Regions from separate parts of the Ovis aries genome. Here region 2 is linked to region 1. The links are chromatin contacts, called in public Hi-C maps. All regions are on one chromosome and are shown on one strand. Each heading gives the region's core, a stretch centred on a gene start, on an enhancer-like site or on the middle of the called end of the contact. The rest is flanking DNA. Distances are from core to core; before and after follow the strand shown. Region 1 overlaps TSPAN33 (tetraspanin 33). Region 2 overlaps SMO (smoothened, frizzled class receptor).

The links. Hi-C and Micro-C count contacts between places; a contact is called where the count stands out from the background.
Region 2: a contact with region 1 is called in a Hi-C map of hypothalamus, with 2.8 times the contacts expected there. The contact joins two enhancer-like sites. A contact is called at or near these places in 11 of 16 Hi-C or Micro-C datasets (blood, hypothalamus, liver and 7 more).

What each region holds. Positions count from the first base shown.
Region 1 is chr4:94,771,747-94,778,408 of ARS-UI_Ramb_v3.0, reverse strand. TSPAN33 (tetraspanin 33) reads right to left here. Exons shown (of 8, transcript XM_027968795.2): 2 at 1,702-1,759; 3 at 907-1,034; 4 at 516-590. It overlaps LOC132659762 (a long non-coding RNA gene), which reads left to right. Exons shown (of 2, transcript XR_009600531.1): 2 at 1-186. Among named protein-coding and RNA genes, the nearest start is that of TSPAN33, 12 kb to the right of the region's middle. Within about 2 kb of position 3,293, at least 4 of the 54 cell types and tissues checked have an H3K27ac peak or open chromatin away from gene starts, as enhancers often do. A contact at or near this core is called in hypothalamus, where this site is marked.
Region 2 is chr4:94,822,312-94,829,294 of ARS-UI_Ramb_v3.0, reverse strand. It overlaps SMO (smoothened, frizzled class receptor), which reads right to left. Exons shown (of 12, transcript XM_027968796.3): 7 at 6,326-6,418; 8 at 5,514-5,622; 9 at 4,373-4,558; 10 at 3,798-3,946; 11 at 3,152-3,286; 12 at 1,445-2,933. The coding sequence ends at 2,521. Among named protein-coding and RNA genes, the nearest start is that of AHCYL2, 11 kb to the left of the region's middle. Within about 2 kb of position 1,269, at least 1 of the 54 cell types and tissues checked has an H3K27ac peak or open chromatin away from gene starts, as enhancers often do. A contact at or near this core is called in hypothalamus, where this site is marked.

The DNA.
Region 1 (6,662 bases), core at 2,044-4,543:
TCCATAGTCCTATACTCTGCCCCTGGCAATCATCTGCCCTTTTGGAAAGAAATTCTGGTTTTTAATTAAAAGGGCTGCCACTGAATGGCAGACCATTTCCAGATATGGTGAGAACTGTTCAAAGTCTTGTTTACTTCCCCCTTTTCTTACTTTTGTTTTTCCCAATAAATAATTTTAAAAATAAAAGGCTCTTCATGTTGTCCGTGACCCACTTGATAACTGAATTTTACTCAATCGTTTGCATTAAAGTTTGCAGACTATTTTAACTTTGGGTTCATAGAATTTATTTCCCTGTTGGCCTCTCAGACTGTCAGAGGAAAACACCTTACAATCTTGAAGTCCTCTTTAAATATGGTGACTTTAAAGTGCATTCATTTATCCCTAAGGACAATCTTTCAAAGGCTAATGCTCCTCAGGGGAAGGACCACTGTGGTTAATTAGGCTGAGCACAGGCAGGAACCTTCCCTTCCTCCCTCTGGTTCACATCTGAGTAGGCCTGTGACTCCCAGAGTTACCTTGTCTGAGAAGACGAAGCCCAGGACCCCAGCTGCCAGTTGTAGCAGGAACACGATGGTGAGACAGAGAGAGAACTGTGGGGGAGCAGGTGGCAAAAGGAGACAGTCTGTTACCGCGCTGGGCAGGGGTTTCCCAGGGCCACAGGGACACCTGGGGGCCACAGGCCACTTCTCCCAGACACCCCCCACCCCACAGTGTGGGGCAGCTGCCTCTGGGATGCTGTCCTGGGGGTGCTTGCCCTTGCTGGGTTACCTGGGCTGAGCTCTACAGGGAGGAGTGGCCAGCACAGACCAGGGGGCAGCAAGGGACAAAAGAAACTGAAAGGTTTCAGGAAGGAGAAGCACAGGGAGTGGCCCGGGCCTTCCCAGGGGGGTGCCCCTTACCACTCACCGTCTGCAGGAGGCAGATGTTCTCGCGGAGAGATCCGATGCAGCCGCAGAAGGTGAGCAGGAACATGAGGATGCCCACCACGATCAGCAGGATGGCCGGGTCCACAGCCAGGCAGGCCAGCGCCGCCTCTGGGGGAGGGGCCCTCAGTCTGAGCTGGTGCCCACTGAGCAGGGTGCCAGGGGTGGGGTGGGGTGCCCCCAGAACTGTCCTCCTGCCCTGGTGAGGGACTCTCCAATGTGGCTAGGAAAAGGTTACAGGGAGCAGTACTGCCCTCCCACGGGGAGAACACCAAGGGCCCAGAACAGTCTGTGGCCTTTAATTTGAGGAACTAACAAAGTAAGAGCCTTTATTCCCAGGCTTGAGAGAGGAGGAACCATTTTCGCTCCAGAAAAGAATTAGAATGGCATTAGGCTTGCTGGCTTTTGCATATTCTGTTTCCTGGAGACTTCTTCGTGTAGAGGAATAGGAATGGAGGTTGAGTTTCTCCTAAACAGAGTGAAGGGAGGGCTGAAGCCTCTGGGTAGTCTTTGCACCCAGAAGCCTACCTTCTTCCCTAGATACGCCCTAAGCCTAAAATGCAGGCAGATCTCAGAAGATTCGCAGGAGCTCAGGGAAATCCAGAACTGGCTTGGGTGGCCAGGCGGAGTAAGCCGCCAGGATTTGGCTAGAGGGTGGCGGCCTCCTATAGCTCCACAGCTTCTGTGAGGAGGAGGGCTGAAGGGCCAGGGCTGAAAGAGGCAGAGGAGAAAGGGGCAGGCAAGAGTCAGGGGGAGATGGACAGGAACTGTAGCTCACCTGCGTGCTTCATCAGCCGAGCGTAGACACCCACAGCCACCATCACCATGGAAATCACCTGTGGAGACAGGGAAGGAGCCACACACTGAGGTTTTGGAAATCGGGGAGCCCTGAGAGTTGTGAGTAACCTTGGAGGAGAGGAGGAGGATGACGACTCTTCCTGGACCAGGAATGAGCATCTTCCCCACCCCCCCTCCTCCTAGTGATACTGTTGATAGAATCCAGCAGGGCATTACCTCCATGAAAAGCCTGTATCAGGATGATCACATTTAATTCTTACAACACAGTTATCTGGTGAGGCAGCTATTCTCCCCATCTTACAGATGAGGAAGTTAAGGCAATGCAAGGTTAATACAGAAGAGCAGTTAGGAACATGGGCTTCAGAGTGAGGAGGATCTGAGCCCATGCTGGACAACCCTCTGAACTTCAGTCTCCATATCTGGGAGTCTGTTTGTTTTCGTGGTCGTCGCTCTTTCGGCTGTGTCGGGTCTTCGTTCCCGTGTAGCTGCAGTGAGCAGAGGCTGCTCTTTGTTGCGGTGCGTGGGCTCCTCACTGCAGTGGCTGCTCTGCTGCACAGCACAGGCTCTAGGCTCACAGGCTCAGTAGTTGCGGCTCTCAGACTCTAGAGCGAGGGCTAAGTAGCTGTGGCACAGAGGCTTAGCTGCCCTGAAGCATGTGGAATCTTCCTGGACCAGGGATCAAACCCATCTCCTCTGCATTAGCAGGTGGATTCTTAACCACTGGACCAGCAGGGAAGTCCCTGAGGATGGGCATTTAAAACAACTATATCTAATAAGATTACTGTGAAGATGAAATAAAAGAATGCATGGAAAGCATTTAACAAGATGCCTAGTAATAAATATTATCTATCATTACTAATTGGGGCTTCTCAGGTGGCTCAGTGGTAAAGAATCTGCCTGCCAAGCAGGAGATGTGAGGGTTTGATCCTTGTGCTGGGAAGATCCCTTGGAGAAAGAAATGGCAACCCACTCCAGTATTCTTGCCTAGGAAATTCCATGGACAGAGGAGCCTCATGGGCTGCAGTCCATGGGGTCACAAAAGAGTCAGACACGACTTAGCGACTAACAACAAATCATTACTAATGATTAACTTGCCTGGGGTCACATAGAAACTGTGAAGTTCTGAATTTGAATCCAACTACTTCAAAGAGAAGGTCTTCAAGCTGAAGCAGGCCTGAGTAGAATCTCCCAGGTCTCTAACTCTCTTGCGGGTCAACGTGGTGTCAAATGTAAAAATGAAAGTGCAAACCAGAGTGGAAGAATGCTTGCACATGAATGCCTTGGTGTAAAATAGCAGAACTACCTTACAAAGGAAACTTTATAACGTCTGATTCCAGGGTGTGGAAACAGAGAAGTTTAGACCTTTCAAACTTCCTGGCTTCTCTCTGAGAAAACAAACCCATCAAAGACCACCAGGGCTCCCTAAAGGGGCTTTCCCTGTGCCCTTGCCGCAGGCCTCCAGGAGTGCAGGGTGACCCCGTGTGCGCACCCTTCCTTTATGCCCAGTTCCCAGGCTGGTGCTAAGCAGCAGCTGGCTGTCACCATGGCAATAGCTGGGGCCACACTCTGGCTGGAGGGAGTTCTCAGCAGGAACTTGACCAGTTCAGTGGGGAAGGACAGGGCTGGCTGGACTCCACTGTCCTGCAAGACAGAGACCAGCTGGGAAGAAACATCTTGGGGCTTTGGTGGGAGAAGGGAATTGAGCCCCTGTAGCAGGACAACAGGTCAGACTAGTCCCTCAGTAGAGAGAGATTTTCTTTAGTGAACTCTACCAGCTGGCGCATTCAGCAGGAAATGGGAAAACCTTGTCTAAAACCATGTCTTTTAAGACCCTTCTCCTTGGTCCCCAATCGTCTGACATCACCTCTGCCTCGGGGCCCCATGCGTTATGTGCTGGCCCTCACACTCTGTGTCCAGGAGCGAGGGAGCTGCTTGCAGAGAGCTGTGGGAGGGTCTGGAGGTGCCAGCTGGCTTCTTATCCCACAGCACAGCCAGGCTCAGGGAGCACGGGGCAGTGGGTGGGAGGTGAGGAAAACCCACAACAGAGATCCCGATCATCCCGCAGACCCAGAGACACAAGCCCTTTGCCAGAGCGATCAGGCATCTCTGTCTGCCCTTTAAAACTCACCACAGCCAATTCTGGTTCTGAACATCACTTTACTGAGTCATTTAAAAATATGTATCTGCTCTTTATTTAAACAGGCTCCTTACTGTTTTTTCACATGTTAGATTTTCACTGGGGTGTATAACTTTTCACAGAGACAGTCTCTGATTAAATCCCTGCACAGCTAAAACAAGAAAGGCAAAGTAAAGAGATGCCATGTGTCCCAGGGTAAGTAATTCCATGGGTGGGCTTTTAATTATAGCAGCTATTCTGTCTCTATCTGCGGTAGGTAGAACAGTGTCCCCCCCAAGAGATGTCCTGTCGTAATTCCCAAAACCCGTGAAAATGTTACCTTACACGGCTGTGCAAATGTGATTCACTTAAGGACCTTACGATGGGGGGATTATCCCAGTGAGCCCAATATAATCACAAGGAACCTTATAAAAAGGAGGCAAGAGGGTCAGAGTAGAGGAGGAGATGTGTATGAGAACAGAAGCAGGGGCTGAAGTGTGTGCCATAAGCCAAGGACCATGAATAGCCTCTAAAAGCTGGAGAAGGCAAGGAACTAGATTCTTCCTTAAAGCCTCCAGAGGGAATCATGCTTCTCTGACATCTTGATTTCAGCTCAATGAGACCTGTTTTGGACTTCTGACCTCCAGAACTATAAGAAAACTAATTGTGTTATATTAAACCATTCAGTTTGTGGCAATTTGTTAACAACAGTAATAGGAAACAAATACACTCTCCAAATCCAATTCATCAGCTGTTATGTAGGAGACACTCAGGACTGCAAAGATGAGCAAGATGCGGTCCTTGCCCTTAAGGAGACGTATCTGGGAGGGGGCAAGAGCATCTATAGCCTGCTGTTGCTGCTAAGTTGCTTCAGTTGTGTCTGATTCTGTGTGACACCATAGATGGCAGCCCACCAGGCTCCCCCATCCCTGGGATTCTCCAGGCAAGAACACTGGAGTGGGTTGCCATTTCCTTCTCCAATGCATGAAAGTGAAAAGTGAAAGTGAAGTCGCTCAGTCGTGTCCAACTCTTAGCGACCCCATGGACTACAGCCTTCCAGGCTCCTCCGTCCATGGATTTTCCAGGCAAGAGTACTGGAGTGGGGTGCCATTGCCTTCTCCATCTATAACCTAAGGCAGTGCTTTTTGATGTTGGCTGCCATTAGAATGGGGGGGGGGGCGTGGAGGAGAACTTCAAAATTCCTGATGCCTAGGCTACACCCCAAACCAAGTATGTCAGAATCTCTGGCATTGGAACCCAGGTCACAGTGTTCCTGAATGCATTCCATGTGATTCCAACACGCAGCCAAGTTCGAGAACCACCAGCCTCAAGCACACTCAGCCAGGGATCTAGGGCAGCAGATGCTGGTTATGTGAAAAAGAAAGTTAAGACATTAATATGAGCATGAATATTTAATGTCATTAATGATCCTGCTTGCTTGGAAGCTCACTAGCTACCTCTGAAATTCTGCATTTCTGTCATTGATCTGCCCGTTTATCCTGGAGTCACAGCTTGCTCTTTCACACTTCTATTCCTGATCACATCTCCCACCTTGAATTCCTCAGAGCTGCTGCCATTCCAAAGTGAGTACTGCTGTTATTAGCTTAGCATTTGAGAGCTGAATAGAAACTTAGGAATGAGCCCGGCCACTCCCTTTTTTATGTTTGTTTTAATAGATGAGGCCAAAAGAGCAAAGTGGTATTTGACCAAGTGCACATGGGTGCAGTGGCAACATCTGGACTAAACCTCATTTCCAGTCTCAGTTGGGTACCGTCTACACCATATCAGTCTTTGCTGCAGAATCCTTGTGACATCCCACAATATCACCAGTGACCTCCTTTCATGATGAGAATGGAGATAAAGACACTTCTCTTCCTAGAATAGCTTTTCATATTCTGGCTAGAATGAAGCCTCACTGGAAACTTTCAAACGCTAGACACAGTTTTTAAAATAGCTGAGTCCAGCCAAGGGCATGTTCCTGAAGAGTTGTCCATCAAATTATATAAAATAATTTGCCCGCACCAGTACCTTTATCCTTATGTAAGGTGAGTAATCACCTTATAATGAAAATAGCCATCCGCTGGGCTCCTTGGAGAAATGGCTGATCCTAGGACTGGGGCAGGAAATAGGTAAGTCTGGAGCACCTTGTGGTGCCAGAAGGTAAGGAAACGCTCAAAAATAAAAAACAAAACCCCACATTGGTGTGGCCGTGCCAAAGAGATATCAAAATAAAAGAGTATGGAATTGTTACCCCAAATGTAAATATCCGTGAGTCTATACTGATATAAATGACTTAATAAATGGGAGAGAAAAGACAAATCTCTCACACAGAATTCCAAATATTTTATGGAGGTACTGCAGCATCTGGAGAAGGTCATGGCAACCCACTCCAGTATCCTTGCCTGGGAAATCCCATGGACAGAGGAGCCTGGCGAGCTGCAGTCCATGGGGTCACACCATTTCGGATATGACTGAGCGACTATCACTCACTGCAGTGTCAGGGAGGTGGAACACCTTCCAAGTGTGGGCTGCACACAGTAACTTCTTTCCGAAGAGAACAGACTGCCAAAGGGTGGGGAAAAGACTAACTTTACAGTGGAGAAGCCTGGCTCCCTCAGCCGGGTGATCGAGGTCAACATCAGCACAGGTCAGTGATGTATGAGATTATGTGAAATGGCACTTCCCTTCCATGGTCTTCCTTCCCCAAACCCATAACCCCAGTATAATTATAAGAAAACATCAGGCAAGTTCCAGTAGAGGGACAAGATGATCAGTACTCCTCCAAACTGTCAAAGGCTTCAAAAACAAGGAAATTCTGAGACACT
Region 2 (6,983 bases), core at 20-2,519, 53 kb before region 1:
AAGAATAAGCAAGGTGGGCAAGCACAAGGGGATGTGGGGAGACCAGAGGGAACACAGCATGGGCAATCTGGATAGGAAGAATAACCAAAAATCAGACCTAAGAGCTGAAAGTCTGGACTGCAGAGTCAGGAAGGCCCTGGGCCCAGTGTGTTTCTTACTAGCTATGAGGTTGTGGGCAAGTCATTTTGCTTCTCTGAAGTTTGTTGCTACAGAAAAATAGTTCCTCTGCCTCTTCCGAATTAAAGGAGAGGCAGCAGAGTGCAGGGACTTCCCTGGTAGCTCAGACGGTAAAGAATCCGCTTGCAATGTGAGAGATCTGGGTTCAATCCCTGGGTTGGGAAGATCCCCTGGAAGAAGGCGTGGTAACCCGCTCCAGTCTTCTTGCCTGGAGAATCCCATGGACAGAGGAGTCTGGCTTGGTATAGTCCATGGGGTTGCAAAGAGTCATACATGATTGCATGACTAAGCACAAGCACAGCACTCAGAGTGCAGAGGCCAAGAACCAGTGACTCTGGAGCCAGATGGCTCTGATAGAATCCCAGCACTCACTTTCTCTCAGGCAAACTTTTGAACTTTTCTGTACCTAAGTGTCTTGGGGGTGTTTACAGTGCCTCTGAGGTCTGTTGTGAGATTCAACAGGTTAAAGAGATCCGAAGTGCTTAGAGCTAGCAAGCATTTAATAAGAATTAGCCCTTATTGTTATCATCATCATCATCATTATCCTTATACACATGTAAAGTACATGGTAGATAACCAGTGTTAGTTCCCTTTCCTCTTCCTTTGGAATCTGGCTCTGGGCAAATTGCTTGTGTGCCCATCACTTGAGCGACACCCATAAACAAGCACACTTAATACTGCACAATACCCTGAGTCATCTGTGGGTACCACCCCCTTTCCTCCACCCTCTCTTCCACAGAATCCTGAGTCCAGTTCCCAGTTTTCTACTGACATCTTTCTGGAGGAAATGGAAGTAGCAGGCTTCCCTCAGAGAAGCCTGAATTTCTCTGACAGCCCAAGGGGAGGAAGCTGTGGATGCGAATGCACCTGGTCCCACAGACATCCTTGTAGAGGCAAGAGGTTCCCAGAGGGGGCCTGGGATTGCCATGAGGCTCCATGCCCACCTATACTCCCCAGCAGGGGAATCTTGCTTTCTGCAAGTGTCATCACTGCAGGGACAAGCTGCATGTCCTTGCTCATTCATCTCATGATCAATGCGCAGTGAGGCAGCTGTGGCCAGAGCCTTTGTCCATATATAGAACCAACTGGCCAGGAAGGACAGCCAGCACATTAAGCTGACATCGGCCTGACATCTGTCAGTGGTGACCTCATTAGAACTGAGCTCTTGGCCTTGCAGAATAGTTTGCAGAGGAAGTGAAGGACAAATGAGATCATGACCAGGTAAGTGGGTCAAGACAGGGCCTATGGAAAGAAGCACATCAATAGATTATACAAAAACCTTTTATTTACTGTTTATATTTTGTCTCCTTATCCCTACCCTCTGATCTGGAACCCAGCCAGCTGCTAAACCTCCCTGCTGTCTGGTTCTTGACACTGGGGCCTTGGATGGGGGTAATGAGAGGTGGGAACCTCTTCACTCGCCGACTATGGAAGTTGAAGGAAGCGTTCCTGCCTGGCTGAAATGTCAGCAGCTTCCCAAGGGTAGTTCCTCAGTCAGAGGATAGCATGCATCTCTCTGAGGCCCAGAGGCTTCCCATCACTTGCAGCTTCTCCACCATGCCAGGCTCTATGGCTGAACCAAACCTCTCACCTGGAGATGGAGTCCAGCGGTAAAGGGGTAGGGCGTGGGGGCAGGGTGGAAAATGCTGCAACTCTGCGTCCTAATCAACAAACAGGAAACAGGAAGAGGCTGGCCTGGTTGAACCGAAACGGGAAAGGGGAAAGGAGGGTGCCACAACACCCAGGGTGAGTTACTGGCCTACGGTGGAGCCAGCTGGACACTTTTAAGAGAGGTTACTGCCCCTATGGGAGTAAATACTCCCAGCCCCACAACCAACCGGAAAGGGGAGAAAGGAGCTCTGTCCTCAGGTGGACAAAGGGATAATGACTCAATGAACACTTTTGGTTTGAGAGTGCCAGGGAAGGGCACCCATTGGCACAAACAAGGGCAGCCAGCCCTCATCTGCCAGACAGGGGCTGGCCACCGCAGCCCATGCAAGTATGCATGCAAGCCCATGCAGCCTTGCTTGCACCTTTACCGCCACACTAGGAGCTCTGCATACCCATGAGCCCGCTGGAGCCTGACACTGCCAGCCAGGTGGGGCAGAATCAAGGACCCTAACCTCCAGGGCCCTGCCCCAGTGAGGCCTATCCGTGGAGATGTCAGGGCTCCTTCCTGCAGTCCTGGTGCCGTGAGCCGTCCACACTGAACTCTCCCGGGAAGGCACTGGGCCCTCAGGTGCTCGGGAAGATGAGATCCTGGAGAGAAGCACTCTCAGGGAGGAAGAAAATTCTCCGAACGGTATTTGTTCCTCCTTTCGTTGCAGGTCCTACTCTTCAGGCTCAGAAGTCGGAGTCTGCATCCATGAGTTCCGCCTCCATCAGGTTGGTGCGGGAGTGAACGGGCCCCAGTCCCTGCCGGCGGCCCTGCACCCAGGCCACAGGGGCTGGGGCGCTGGGCTCTGGGCAGAAGGGGTTGGAGACCAGGGTCCAGGCTCCAGGTCGGCAGGATTCCCCAGGTCCCCAGGCGCCTGCAGCCACCAGGCACTTCTGTCGGGGCAGCTGCGGCAGCCGAGGGACTGCACTAGGGGCGGGGGCAGGGCCCAGGGCGGGGAGGTGAAGCTCCGGGGGTGGCACTAGCGGGCACACCTCTTTCTTCCTCTTCCTCCGCTTCTTCTTCCGGCCCAGGCGCTTCTCCAGCTCCGGGGAGATCTCTGCCTCAACCAGCCACAGGTTGGCTTTTTCCTCCGGGGGCACTGACGGTGGGAGAGAGAACAGGAGCCTGGGACTCTAAGCTCTGTGCGCGTGGCACCTTCTCTCCCCGGGCCTCTGCTCTTGGAGCCGGAGACCCATGCCATTGTTCTCCAAAGCCTTCCCCTCCCTCTCCCCTGCCAGCAGCTCCTGGCACTCCACTCCCAGGACTTTCTTCCAGCCTCAACATCCCCCATCTTCCTACAAGAGTGGAAACCCATACCTGGCGTTGCCACTGGGGTGACAGACACATCCTGGGGCAGTATGGCGCCTCTCCGGGCCACCATCTTGGTGACGTGCTGGGCCCAGGCAGAGGACACGTCAGCTGAGGGCTCATTGAGGTCAAAGGCCAAGCCCGCTGTGGGGATGGAAGGAAAGGGCGAGGTGCCATGACTGCCCAGGCCCTCACTGTGACTGCTCCTTCCATATTCGGTACCAGTCACCTTCCCCCAGCCCTTGGCTCCCACTCAATTTAGCAAAGAAAGCCCACCCTGGTGGGCACAGCCAGATCTCTACCCATCCCCAGTCTGAAGGGCATGGGGGCCTGAGGGGACGCCAGAAACCCAGTGCCCGAAACCTGACTTCCTGCAGCCCAGGGAGAATAGCTGCAGAAGATGGTTAAAGGTGAGGGAGATGAGTCCTTTGGAACCAAATCATCAGCAAGCAGACCCAGGGGCAGAAACAGAGAGGGGAGAGTGGCCTGGGATGGAGTGGTGGGGGGGGATGGGGGTGGGGGGTTGGAGAAGAAGGAGTATGTGAACAGAAGAAGGAGCGCCATTCCTCACAGCCTTGCAAACAGACCATGAAGCCACACCAGCCTGGAAGGGAACTGGGAACGTGCTCCAGAGGAGAACAGAGTGGAAGCTCACCCACAGGCCCGTCGTGGGAGACGGTGTGCATGCTGAAGGAGAGCTCCTGGCCTGGGTTCTGCAGCAGCTCCCGCCGCTTGGAGAAGGCCTTGGCAATCATCTTGCTCTTCTTGATCCGTTTGGGTTCATCATCACTCTGCCCCGTCAACCTGAGGGCAGAAAGATGGGGCAGGGAGCATGGAGGAGCAGCCGCTTCCCCTCAAATCTTGCAGAAGACCAGAAAATCCATTCCCTCCAGGAAAGGAGCCTCCAGTGGGCCTCAAGGGCCCTGAAGAGTAGAGGCCTTCTCTGCCAAAAAGGGAGGCTAGAATGCAGGGCTCCTGTGCCCAGCTCTCAAATCACTCCTCTCTTAGAAGACACGAAGGCGCAGCCCTTGGCCCATCCTCGCAAGGACACGAGGTGTCACCAGGGGGCAGTGGTGAGCCACAGGAAAGGCCGCTTTCGGCTGCTAGGCCCCTTAGAAATCACACCTGCTCAAGGCTGCGCCGGGACTTGTGAGACCTGACCGAGCCTACAGGATGCTGAGGCTGAGAGAACGAGGCAGCCAGGTCAGGACGGGCTGCTGCTGACCCCACCTGCACCAGGTGCGCCTCCAGATGAGCAGCGTGGCCTTGGTCCAGACCCAGGTGCTCATGGAAATGCCAGTTCCAAACATGGCAAATAGGTTGATCTTCTCCACCAGGAGGCTGGGGCGGTTCTTGATCTCACAGTCAGGGATGGGCTTCTTGGTGGGCAGCCCGATGGTCACATTGGCCTGGCATCTGTGGCAAGAGGTAGTAGACGGGTGAAGCTTTCTGAGTCTCCCTGGTGGTTGCCCAGACAATCAATCCCAACACTAGAAAGAGTGAAGCCCACATCAATGATTTGCAATCCTAGGTGATCATTAGAGTCACCTGGGAGCTTTTAATGACTCGTGATGTTTGGGCCACACCCCATTCAATGAAATCAAATTTCTGGGGGAGGGACCCAGGCATCAGGTCTGCCCACACACTGGAAGCTGGAGCCTTTAAGGAAAAGTCCGAAGCACTCAGGATTCTAAAAATATATTTATTTATTTATTTGACTTCGAAGGGTCTTAGTTGCAGCATGTGGGAGCCAGCATGTTGCAGTCAGTTCCCTGACTAAGGATCCAATTCAGGCCCCTTCATTGGGGGCACGGAGTCTTAGCCACTGGACCACCATGGAAATCCCAAGAAGCACTCAGGATTTTAATGAGCATTTTAACTCCTATTCCTGGTATCAGTATGGACTGTACTTCTTGAAGTAGCTGAGATGCCTTACCCTCGCAGATTTATCATCAAGTGACACAAAAAAAGCACAGGCAAACCCAGAAAGCATTAATGGGCTGTTAACCTGTTGTCGAGCAATACTATTTCTGTGCAGCAATTTGCAATACGCTCTGTAAAGAGTCCATGAGAAAAAGCGAGATCTGTGGCCAACACAAGAGGTGGGGAGAAGCCAAAACATACAACGGCTTAACAGTTACAAGCGCACCAGCCAGGCAGCCTTGGGGATGAGAGGGAAGGGCGGAGCTGGGCAGCGACCCCAGGGCTGTTGGTCATGTCTGCAGATTACAGAGCAACTAACAGTGTGAGCACCCAGAGCAAGACGAGCAGTTTCTCTCACCCTCTGAGGTTGGAACCTAACAGACCCCTGCTGGACCGCAGAGAGGGGTCTCCAGTGCCCACCACTGCAGGTCCTCAGTCCCCCACTCACAGCACGTAGTCCCGGAAGCTGCGCTCCCACTCAGCCTGGTTGAAGAAGTCGTAGAAGTGGCAGCTGAAGGTGATGAGCACAAAGCCAAAGGCCAGGAAGCCAAAAATGCCTGTGGAGGGTCAGGGGTGGGGCAGGGCGTCACCCATCCCAGGTGTGGGAGCAGCAGTAGGGAGGAGGGTGTTCACCCCACACGGGCCTGAAAGACTCTGGGATGACTTCGTGCTGGGGTCAGTTTAAGAACTGTTTTTTCTACAAACTTATGGTTACCAAGGTGGGGGAAGTGGGGCATGGGTAAATCAGGAGTTTGGGATTAGCAGAGAGAAACTAGTCTATATAAAATAGATAAACAAGGTCCTACTGTATAGCATAGGGAACTATATTCAATATCCTGTGATAAACCATAGTGAAAAGAATATGAAAAAGTATCTATCTATAGATATATATATCTGAGTCACTTTTCTATACACTAGAAATTAACATTGTGATTCAAGTACACGTCAATAAAACATACAAAAGAATCGTTTTCTCCAAAATAAGGTAAGAAATTAGAGGCAGTTAAGGGCTCTAAATAGGCCTCAAGTGTTGACATGAACTTGAATTCTTCCAACTGAGAAGGAAGGTACCTTCCCTTTTGAGCTGCTACCACCAGCATCACCGCCAACACACACACACACACACCACACACACCACACACACACACCACACACACACACACACACACAGAGCCTAGTCTTGCCCCCTGGCTGCTAACTGCTAACTTCAGCCTCCAATACCCTTCCCCAGTGGGCGTGGTGATGGACTGACCCACTCACCCAGACGCAGCATGGTCTCATTGATCTTGCTGGCTGCCTTCTCGCTCAGCAGCCCAGGGTGGTTGCTCTTGATGGAGAACAGGGTCATGACTCCTGAACATAAGGGAAATGGCAGACATTAGTGGGGGCCAGACCACTCTTCTGGGAGGGATGTGTGTGTGGCATTCTAGGAGGGTCCTATGGTCCTGGAGTCCCAGGTCTGATGACTCTTGTGCTGATTTAAAGCTGGAGGAACTGGAGACACTGGAGGGCAGCTGGTGGCAGACATGCTATGGACAGGAAAGACTGGAGCAGGGCAGGCAGACAGTGGAGACCAAAGATGCCTCACTCCCGGTCCAGCCTCCCCAAGAAAGGCCGTGGGTCAAAGTTATTATGATGAAAAAGGCCAAAGAAGAGACCCCAGGACAGTGCTGTCCAAGAGAAATATAATGTGAGCCACACTTATAATGTCAAATTTTCCAGAGATGGCTGGATGGCATCATCAACTCAATGGACATGAGTCTGGGCAAACTCTGGGAGATAGTGAAGGACAGGGAAGCCTGGCATGCTGCAGTCCATGGGGTCACAAAGAGTCAGACATGACTGCACAACTGCACAACAACTCATAATCTCAAATTTTCTAGAAGCCACCTTCAAAAAGTAAAAGGACACAAATGAA